Linked DNA regions of Sus scrofa: region 2 is linked to region 1. Evidence: chromatin contacts called from public Hi-C data. All regions are on one chromosome and are shown on one strand. The core of a region is the stretch at or near the end of the contact, and the rest is flanking DNA. Distances in the headings are between cores, read along the strand shown.

Region 1 (5,054 bases), core at 750-3,249:
TCTAGAGAAGTTGGGTTCTATTTGGTCTCAGGTTGGTGTCATTTTCCTTGATTTGAGACCTATTTTTTGAACCAGGAAGGAAGCCAAGGAGACCAGTTGGGGCAGCTTTAAGAGTGTGCCTTACTCTAGCTCTTTTTTAATCGCAGTGACAAGAGCTGAGATGTTCCTAGTATGTATTTTAATTTAACTTGGCACCTACAGAGCTCTATTTCTCTCAGCACTCTGATGGAACCACATGTTAGGTAGTAGAAAAGTAAGCTAAATGGAGGAAAACGAGGTCCAAAGGAGCTTTTCTGACCTGGGGAGCAGGAAGACTGCTAAAAAACCAGTTCTCTACATTAGTGCTCTGAAGGCAGAGGCCCCAAGCAGCAACAAGTACAAGTGGATACCTTTAAGGCATCTCTTTGTTGTCTTCTTGCTTGTGGCTTCCAAGGCGATGCCAATTTCATCAGGCCCCTGCCCTTCTTCCTTCACAGCCTATTAGGAAGAGACAGATTTTAACATTACTAAAAACTGCAGGGCATGTACTGTTCTCTTTTAAGCAATGACTTCCCTGTGAACAAAGGTGAACCTTTCCTTGCAAAAAACAAGTCTGGTTCTGCTATCTGGGCTGCAAACCCCAAAGGCACAGGATGATCCCAGTACCCCCTAGTTCTTTCTGGGCTCCTCACCCAAAAGACAGACAGTTCAGAAACAGGGTCAATGACAAGTTCCAAAATGACCCCTAACCTCCAAAATGCCTCTGCTCTAAGTCAACAAAGTAACAGGCAGAAAGGCGGCAGGGGCAAAGGGCTGAGGAGCTGGTCAACCCAGCCATCTTTGACCTGAGGTAGAAAAACACCCATCAACCTGGGTAGAGGAGAGGTTAGTGGTTCCACTCAACAAGTATCCCAGTGCCTTCTGGGCCTGGGGAGGCGCGGCGAACCCAGGGAACTCACAAGGTCCTGATCCTCAAGAAGCTAGTTCTGACTTGGGAAATGACAACGCCCCGCCCCAGTTTGTGTCAAGTGCCCCTGAGGTGGGAGCAATAAACACAGGATGGTGCGATATGGAGTCAGGGAAGTGCAGCAGAACTTAGGGAGGCTGGTCGGCGACTCGACATCTCAGACCCCAAAATGACAAGGCGCCAGACAGTTGTTGACCTGGGAGAGGAGCAGTCCGGGGGAAAAGCAAGGGAGGAACAAAGGTCCTGGGGCAGGACCCAGCAAAGCACCCTCCACCCCGAGAAATCTCAAAGGATCTTCAGTCTTGGATCTCCAAGAAAGAAAACCTCTCCAAGACAGAAAACCTCAAAGGATCTTTCTCTCTTGGATCTCCAAGACAAGAAACAAGAGCAAGTAACGGAAAGCACTTGTCCAAGGTCACACAAACAGTCTCCAACCCAAACCCCGGGTGCAGTCTAGAAGCCACCCTGCAGCTATAGTGGGCTTTCAGCGCTCTTGAAACGACTAACTAGAAAAAAAGGAGGAGGTAAGACACAGAGAGAAGCGGTGACGAGCCAAGGTCACACAGCCGGATCCCCGCGGTCCCTGACAGCTCGGGCTGGGTTCGGCCACGAGAAGCGGGCCGGAGGCGCCCCGGGCCCGGGAGTCACGGTGACAGGCCCGCTCGGGGGCGTGCCCCAGCTTCCTGCGCCACCCCAGGGCCCCTGGTTGCCTCACCTTCTTGAGTCGCTCCATCAGGACGCTCTTGTTGCCACCCGTGTCCAGGTTCCGCTTCTTCAGCTCCGCCCGCAGATCGATCACCCGCAGATCGCTGAGCCGCCGCGTCCCGGCTTCTGAAGCGCCCGAGACGACACTGGCCGTGCCAGAACCCGAGTCACCGGACCCTGCCGGAGACTCCGCCATCCCGGGCACCCCGTCTCCGCCACCTACTCCTCACACCGCCGGCGGCAGTAGCGGCTCTGAACACAAAATGGCGCCGCCGGCGAGGAAAACGCACTCGCTTCCTCCCGCCCAGTTTTTCCGGCAGCGCATGCGTGCGGCCCCTACCGGGATTCTTAGCAGCAAGCACGCTAGCGCGTCGACCAAACGCACGTGACCCGGCACAACGCGCAGGCGCCGTAACTGCAGTACGCATGTGTGCCGGCTGATCGCGGCGGGAGGCCAGCAAAACGCAACACGCCTGCGCGCAGTTCCCCAAGTCTCTCACCACGCATGGGCAGACGCGACCGGGAGCGTCGAACCCGCGCCGGGTGCGCCTGCGCAGGAGCGAGGCGCGCCGGGGCGGCTGGAGCGGTTCCCTCGCAGGCGGCGCCATTTTGTGCTAGAAGCCGAGATAAATCCTGCCCGGTTCTGTGTGAAGTGGGCGGCGGAGCCAGGGTCCCTGGAATGGCGGAGGCTCTGTCAGGCCTAGGCGATTCGAGTGCGGCGGGCGCAGCCGCTCTGAGTTCCGCCTCGTCGGAGACCGGGACGCGGCGCCTCAGCGACCTGCGGGTGATTGATCTGCGGGCGGAGCTGAGGAAACGGAATCTGGACTCGAGCGGCAACAAGAGCGTTTTGATGGAGCGGCTCAAAAAGGTGGAGCCGGGGCCTTGGGGGTGGGCAGGAAGTGGGTTGGGGGACCCCGGCAGCCACGACGGTGGCGTCCTGGCCTCGGGGTCCGCCCCCGGCCCTGTCTGCGGCCTGCTTTGGGCCTGGCGCTCAGCGCTTCTCCCGGCTTCTCTCTGGCTCCGGCGGGAGCTCCAGGTTCGAAGTCTAGAGTCGCATCGGGGCGAGACTGGGGAAGCGAACGGGGGAAGTTTGGGGTGACGGGTGACATCGGCTAAGGCCTGTGTTTTCCGCATCATTCACTGTTTTTTAGGGATTTTTTTTTTGGTTGGTTTCATCCCAGTCTGCGAAAGTGGACGCGGAACCTTGAAATCCTCATTTCCTCCGCGGCGTGGGGACTGGGCCAAGGTCATTCGACCCGAGTGGGGAGGTGGGGATTTGAACCCAAGCCGTCTGATTCCCTGAGCCCGTGCGGGCCGCGCGGTTCTCCTTTGGGAAGATAGATGCTCCTTGATCCGTTATGGCCTAGAAGCCTTGAATGAACTGTTAAAGTAATCGTTCCGAAAAAAATCTTCCAAGAGAGAGAAAAAACGGCTTAGGGACCTTCCAGCACGGACTCGGGGACACAGCATGCAAAGGGAAGTGCAGTTAGCAATCGCGAGATAGAACATAGAGGGTTGGGGAGAGATCAGGCCCCTGCCAGGCCCAGGGGCCTGATCTTGGGCATGGAAGACATTTACTACCCCTTCTCGATCCTGTTTCTTTTTGTGTTCGAAGAGGAAAGTAATAGTTCTTCCGTGCTAGGATTAAGTAAGATGGCATGAAACAGGCTTGGCGTGTTGCCTAGCACATGTAAACACTCAGAGGTAGTAGGATCGCTGTTACAAGTCACTTTTCTTTCTGTGCCACCGTTTGATATTGGCAAGCGGCAGAGGGTGGTTCTAACCCCTGTCTTGAGGGGTTCTGAGGGATGCGTGTGAAGAGCAGTGAGTTTAAGTAAATGTTGGCGCCTTTCTGTTTCACCCTATGGTTTGCTTTATTCCTGTGGCTTCTTTCTTTGCCTTTTTGCAACCTAGAGACACTTGTCTTGGGTCTTCCGTGTAATCGCTAAGCCTTGCCACTTAATCCAACACCCCCCACCCCACCCCCAAGCCCTCCAGACGGTGCGGTTTGTGACTCATTCCACCCTCCTGCCTCCCAAACAACTGAGGATTGGGGGGTTATTTATTAATTGCTATTTAGAGGAAATGGGGATTATTTTCTATTATCTGGTTGAGAAGCTCAGGCTTGGGAGTGGTGAATTACTTCCCTTGAGTCAGTTGGGTCTAACTCAGAAAGCCTGTGTTTCTTTCAGTATGGATACTAACTTCCTTTACTCAGACAGGTTAGGCATTTGATTAAGATGTTTACCTGGAAAAGATGCAAGCAGGATGAGGGTTGAAGGCACCGCCCCCTGCCCCCCCATCCATGTCGTTAGTAGCCTCCAGGACCTCTTGTCAACAAAGCCAAACTGGGGGGGGGGGGTATCCTTTTTCCCTTAGTCTACAAGCCTGCAATGCTGATAAGATGGCACTGAACCTTCCTGTCAGGCTGGTGGTTGAGACTGGTGTGTGACTTCAGAAATCTTCTGTCACTAGCATCTCTGAGGGGATAGATCCATCTTTCTTCCTTTTCCGTTTTCTAGGGATGTGCTCAAATTACAAAAATACTATGAGTGTACACACCTATCTGCCACTCTGCCCAAGCAAATCTGGGAGTACTGATGTTTTTCTCTTCTACGTCTATCATCTAGTTTTTCGTTCCTTTGTTTTTTTTTTTGTTTTTTTTTTTTTTTTTTAGGAAGGGCAAAAGAGGGAAAGGTGGGGGAACACACAAACTGTAATTTGCTGAGGCCCAAAAGAATCAGTCATAGCCTATAGTCCCCCCTAGGGATGATGCTATAAACACTACACCCAGAGATACACTGAGGGTCAAACTGGTACATCTGTCTGAGGTAGTTCTTGTACCAGAATCTTGGTGTTCCAGAATCTTCTTTCCCCAGGAAGAGGGTGAGGAACTTTCTGTTTGTGCTTTCCTTGATCCCAGGAGATAACTCAGTCTTCTGGTTCTGGCTTCAGAGAAAAGGGAGAGATTTTCTTTGTTTCTGGTAGAGAGTAGGTATGGAGCCCCCTAGCCCCATTCTAAATTTAGACTGGGAGACTCCCGAGAATCTTTGAAGCTGTTTACAAATAGTCTTTGAAATGGGTTTAAACAGAACTATTGTTCACAGGATAGTCTGGTAGAGAAAGGGTTAACAAAATATAAATGTGAAACTCGGTATCTCAGGATGTCAGCATTGACAAGTTCAGTTTTATTTTTTTTTTCTCCAGAGTGCCTCCTTGGTGCCTGGCACAGTGCTGAGCATGAGTGGGGGCTGTTCAAGTAAACAGTGGGCTTTTGGAGTGGGAGGTGAGACTTGCCTAGAGAGCCTTATAATTCTGTATCTGATGAAACAGGTCCCCTAGTGGCTGAGAGTGAGACCTTTGGAGTCAGTCATAAATATGTGTGATAGGATGAGGTAGTACA
Region 2 (5,330 bases), core at 1,528-4,027, 640 kb before region 1:
TACTGTGGGGAGACACCGATGGTGCAAAACCCCTGGAGAAGGCAATTTGTCGATTGCCACTGGGCTGCAAGAAGCATCTTCCCTTTGACCCAGAAACCTCACTGCAGGGACAGTTCCACACCTGTACTGCCACGTGGACAGCGGTGTCAGCCACAAGGCACTGGAAACAACAGGGTTGCCCAACAGAAGGGGACTAAAGAAAATAACTCTGGTACTTCAGGGCAATCAGCTGAAGACTGGAAACTTACATGTAATTGACACAGAACAAGATACTATTATTATTTTTTTTTTTTGTCTTTTTGCCTTTTCTAGGGCTGCTCCTGTGGCATATGGAGGTTCCCAGGTTAGGGGTCTAATTGGAGCTGTAGCCGCTCACCTACACCACAGCCACAGCAACGCCAGATCTGAGCATCGTCTGAGACCTACGCCACAGCTCACGACAACGCCAGATCCTTAACCCACTGATCGAGGCCAGGGATTGAACCTGCAACCTCATGGTTCCTCATCAGATTTGTTAACCACTGAGCCATGACGGGAACTCCAGAACAAGATACTATTAAGAGAGGAAAGGTGTGAGTGGGGCTAAAGTTTTTGCTTGTATTTGCACAGAGTCTTTAAAGAGACACAAGAAACTGTTAACAGTGGCCACCTTCAGGTAGGAAGATCGGATAACTGGGGAAGGCCTCTGACTTTTAAGCCAGGTAGATAGTATTACCTGTTCAAAAAACAGTTAAGCTTAAAAAAAAAAAAAAAAAAAAAAAAAAAAAGGAGTTCCCTGGTGGCTCAATGGGTTAAGGATCCAGATTTGTCACTGCTATGGCTCAGGTAGCTTCTGTGGAGCAGGTTCAGTCCCTGGCCTGGGAACTCCCACATGCCACAGGAAAAAGTTAGACCATGCTTGGCCCCTCTGCAGACCAATCAAGTCAATCTCAGGGAAATGGGAACAGCAAGGGAGAGCTCCCTGGGTAAGCCTAATGCACACATTTGCAGGCTCAATGGCCTCAACAGTTGTGCTCCATTTTCCTGGCCAGGTGAGATGAGATGGGCAGAGTGTTGTCAGATTAGATTTCAGGAGTCCCAGCTCTACCCATGCTGTGCTACATTGGGCAAGGAAGGTCTTCTCCCCTGCCTCAGTCCTTTTGTCTGTAAAATGGGGCTAAAGGTAGTACCTGCCTTAAGGCTGGTTCCTCAGGTCGTTCTGGAATGAGCCTGTGGAGAACCCCTGACCTTGAGTCTGTGAATTTCCTCCCAGACTCCATGTTTCACCATCCTGCAAGTGGAACTCAGCTAACCGAGCTTTTGAGAGCATCAGTTCTGGAGTCTAAATGGAGCTTTAGGAGTTCCCTGGTAGCCTAACAGTTCAGGATTTGGCATGGTCACTGCTGTGGCTCAAGTTCAGTCTTCGGCCAGGGAACTTCCACATGCCGTGGGTGCAGCCAAAAGAAAAAAAGTAAACTGGGTTCTAACCCTGGATTTACAACTCTGAAGCTAGAAGTTGGGAAGGCAGCCTCCTCTCTGAGCCTCACTTGCCTCACCTGTGAAATGTGGATAATGGTTCCTAGCCTAAAGTCCCTGTGGACTGGAGGAGAGGCTGCACATGCGGCACTTAGCTTGGTATCTGGCACATAGTAGGTGCTCAATAAACAGATCCATTTCACACCACTCTGTCTGTCCCATAGAAACGGGTGAAGCCAGCCAGGAATGAGCTTCTGCTTGGTAGGAAGGACCTCCCCCCCAAATGGGAAGTGGGGCAAGGAGGCACACCTACCCCTGGTGAATATCACCTGAATCCTGTTCTCCCCCTCACCTTCCCTTGAGCCTCAACTCTCCTGGGCAGCTCAAAGGTCCTCTTTCCCATGCCTTTTTTCCATCAATCCCTCTGGAACCAGTTGAACCAAGGGCTGCCGTTGCAGATGTCAGCACACCCATTTCAAGTCCTGGGGATCAGCAACGTGCCTGCAGCTGACTCCAGCTGCCAGAGGGAGAACTGGCCGAAAGTGGCGGAAGTCACATAGCCCTCCAGCCGCAGCCAGGACATACTAAGATCCAACTTCCAAAGTTCCCAGAAACTGCGGACGTAGGCTCAGGCCCTTCTCTCACAAAGGTCGCAAGGATTCAGATAAGGGGTAGGGAACTTCCCACTGCTACTTTGTGCAATCCAGTGGCCACACCCACCCAGGAGAAGGGGGCGGAATTTGCCCAAGACCTCGCCGGGGTCAGCTGGGAGGCCGGAAGGAGGGCTGGGGAGGGGCTAAGTCCCCAGGGGGCAAAACCACTTGAAGGGGAGGGGGCTTTGCCAGGCCGAGGGATTGGCACCCGGTGCGGGGAGGAAAGGGGCCCCTCTGAAGACCCAGGGACAGCGGAATTCCTGTGCGGAACCGGCTGCAGCCTGTCTCCAAGGTGCGTTTGTAAAGCAAGAGGATGTGGTTTGGGACGGACTTAGCCCCCTCTTGATCCTGCCACTTCTAGTGTGTGTGTGTGTGGGGGAGCTCTTTCGTGCTCCCTCGCCCCCACGAAAGTCCTATATATTGAGAGGGAAGAATCTGAAAGTCTGAGCCTGTTCCAAAAGTTGGATTCTTCTGAGGGAGGGCTGTTCAGCCCAGGTTGGAGACCCCTCCCCAGGCCGCGGAGATAAACAGAGCACCCTGGGAAGGCCCTCTCCGCCCCTTCCTCCCCAGAGGCGTCCCAGGCTCAGCAGCTCCCAGCCTCCCCACCCCATTCGGGGACCCCGCCTCTCACCGCGGTCAGCTGGACGTCCAGGGTGCAACAGCAGCTACTTCAAGGCCAGCTCTAAAACCGTCCTGGGCCAGGACAAGGCGGACCTTTATACTCGGGGGCGGCGAGGGGGGGGGGTGAGCGCCCGGGAGTGACGGGCCGGAGGACCAATCCGGTTGGGGGACTGCCCACCACCAGGCCACGCCCCTCGCCCCGCTCTAGACGTTGGAGGCTCAAGTGTTGCCTGAGAAGGGACGGACGGACCTGGCGGCTGCGCGTGCCCTCCCAGCAGTGTCTCCAAGGTGGGGAACGACCCTAGTACGACACCGGATCCAGCCAAGGGACGCGCCCTCCCCACCAGGGACCTTATGAATTCTGGGACTTAAGTGCAGTCCTGGCGATCCCCACCCGCTTTCTCCTGGGACCAAACTGAGGCTGTGAGAACTCAGAGATCATTCAGTGATGCTTCCGTCGTGTCAGGGACCACACCCCACCCCTGGGCGGGAGGAAGATGGAGCCGAGCCAGACCCAGCATTATTACCAACGTGCTCTGACCTGCGTCGTAACACTTAATCATACCAACACTATGCATTCCTTTATTATCCCCATTTTGCAGATGAGAAAACTGAGGCCCAGAGACAGCCCAGGGCAGTGCAGAGGCCAACTCATGGATTTCTGACTCCTGGATCAATCTCTTACTGGAGTTGCTTCACTTGGATTCCCGATCCCCTCCAAAAAAAAAAAAAACCTCCTTTATTTTCTTGGTCTGTAAACCAAGGTCTCAAATTCAGATGGCCCCAGGGGCCAGACAGGAGGTAAATGCCTCTGTTAAAAAAAGTGGCAGCATGCCCCGCCTAGAGGGAGCAGAGCCTTACTGTGGGGGAGACTCACCCAGAGATTCACAGAGCCACAGGGATTCCAGACTTTGGACAAAGTGTTCAGCCTCTTTAAAAAAACTTCTGAGGAACCAAATAAAACCCAGTGGAGCCATAGCCAGTCTAGGGCACCAGTTTGCCACCTCTGCTGAAGTATGTGGGTTGGGGTGGGACTTCTAGAACTTCCAGAAAGAACATGGAAAAAACTACTGTCTGTGACTAAGTGCCTTTTTTTTTTTTTAGAAGGTCTACACTAGCGCTGTGTGACGAGCTTTCTGAGATGTGGGGCATGTTCTAGAACTCTGCACCACCCAATTAGTGACCATTGGCACATATGGCTGTTGCCCATCAAGAAGCTGAACATACATACTTAAGTAACACAGCTTGTCAGATTCCTAAGTGAATCTGAGGCCCCCAAATGATTAAAGCAGATACACAGAATTATAACAGGTAAAATTTTCATATTTGTGGGCAGGCCTTTTTTCCTACTCATTTGTTCATGTTTCTACTTCATTCAGCAATTCCTACTGAGCTGCTGTGCTGAATGAGAGCGCAAGAGTGAATAACATAGATTCTGGCCTTGTGACACTCACCACCCAGTGGAGGAAGGGCAAACAAACAAAAATGAGTGGAATGTGTAATGGGTCAGGAGATGGTAAATGCTACTGAGAAAAGCAGAGGACTAGAATTGAGAATGTGGGGACTGCACTTTTTAATAGGGTGGTCAGGGAAGCTTTTCAGAGTGCCGTTTGAAAACAGAAATGAGGAGTCCTCATCGTGGCTCAGCGGAAACGAATCTGACTAGTATCCATGAGGATGCAGGTTTGATCCTTGGCCTCGCTCAGGGGGTTAAGGATCCAGCGTTGCCGTGAGTTGTGGTGGAGGTGGCAGACGTGGCTTGGATCCTGCGTTGCTGTGGCTACAGTGTAGGCCGGCAGCTATAGCTCTGATTGGACCCCTAGCCTGGGAACCTACATATGCCCTAAAAACTGCATATGACTGCAGCCCTAAAAAAAAACCCAACAACAACAAGAAAAAACAAAAACAAAAAACGCAGAAATGAGGGGGAAGGGAAGGAAAGGGAGCCACATAGAGGTCTAGGGAAGAGTGTTCCTGATGGTGGTAATAGCTTGTGCAAAGGCCCTGAGGCTGGTCCATATGCCTGGTGAGCTGAAGATGCATCCAAAACCCAAAGTGGCTGAAGCCAAGTGAGGAGAGAGGGAGAGCAGGAGGAGAATGAGTCTGGAGTATGTAGAGCTCAGAGAGGTGAAGTGACTTGTCCAAGGTCACACAGCTGGAAAAATCACCTGGAGATATGCCTAGTAGCTTTCTGCTTTCCAGTGGCCTTCAGTGCTGGGATGTGGCCAAAATATCCCTGGTCAAGGGGATGCAACTCAGTTCTGATTTGGAGAAATCAAGTCCTGGTGATTTTGCCCCACATCTTCTGAACAAAAGGAGACTAGCCATGCTCACTGTCTGCCCTGGTATCAACCCCACCTCCAGTACCTTGTGAGCAAGGTCAGGGGCACATGTGTGCATCGGGGAGGGGAAAGAAAGATTACTACACCTTTGGCTCTTAGGAACACTGCCCCTTCCTCCTGGAAGCCTTCCTGCCTGCCTGAAAGCTATGATTGCCAGATAAGATACAGGATGGCCCAAGGACATTTTTTTAATTAAATTTTTTCTTTGAGATAAAAGTTATGCAGAGAGCCCATGTACCTTTTACCCAGTTTTCCTCAG

Evidence for each region. A called contact is a pair of places that touch in the nucleus more often than the background predicts.
Region 2: a contact with region 1 is called in a Hi-C map of liver, with 1.9 times the contacts expected there. The contact joins the promoter of PLIN3 here to the promoter of SAFB2 in region 1. A contact is called at or near these places in 1 of 5 promoter capture datasets (liver) and 1 of 47 Hi-C or Micro-C datasets (liver).

What each region holds. Positions count from the first base shown.
Region 1 is chr2:73,331,487-73,336,540 of Sscrofa11.1, reverse strand. SAFB2 (scaffold attachment factor B2) reads right to left here and starts at 1,999. Exons shown (of 18, transcript XR_002341685.1): 1 at 1,662-1,999; 2 at 390-477. It overlaps SAFB (scaffold attachment factor B1), which reads left to right and starts at 2,047. Exons shown (of 21, transcript XM_021084024.1): 1 at 2,047-2,519. The coding sequence starts at 2,157.
Region 2 is chr2:73,967,673-73,973,002 of Sscrofa11.1, reverse strand. It overlaps PLIN3 (perilipin 3), which reads right to left and starts at 2,777. Exons shown (of 8, transcript NM_001031778.1): 1 at 2,740-2,777.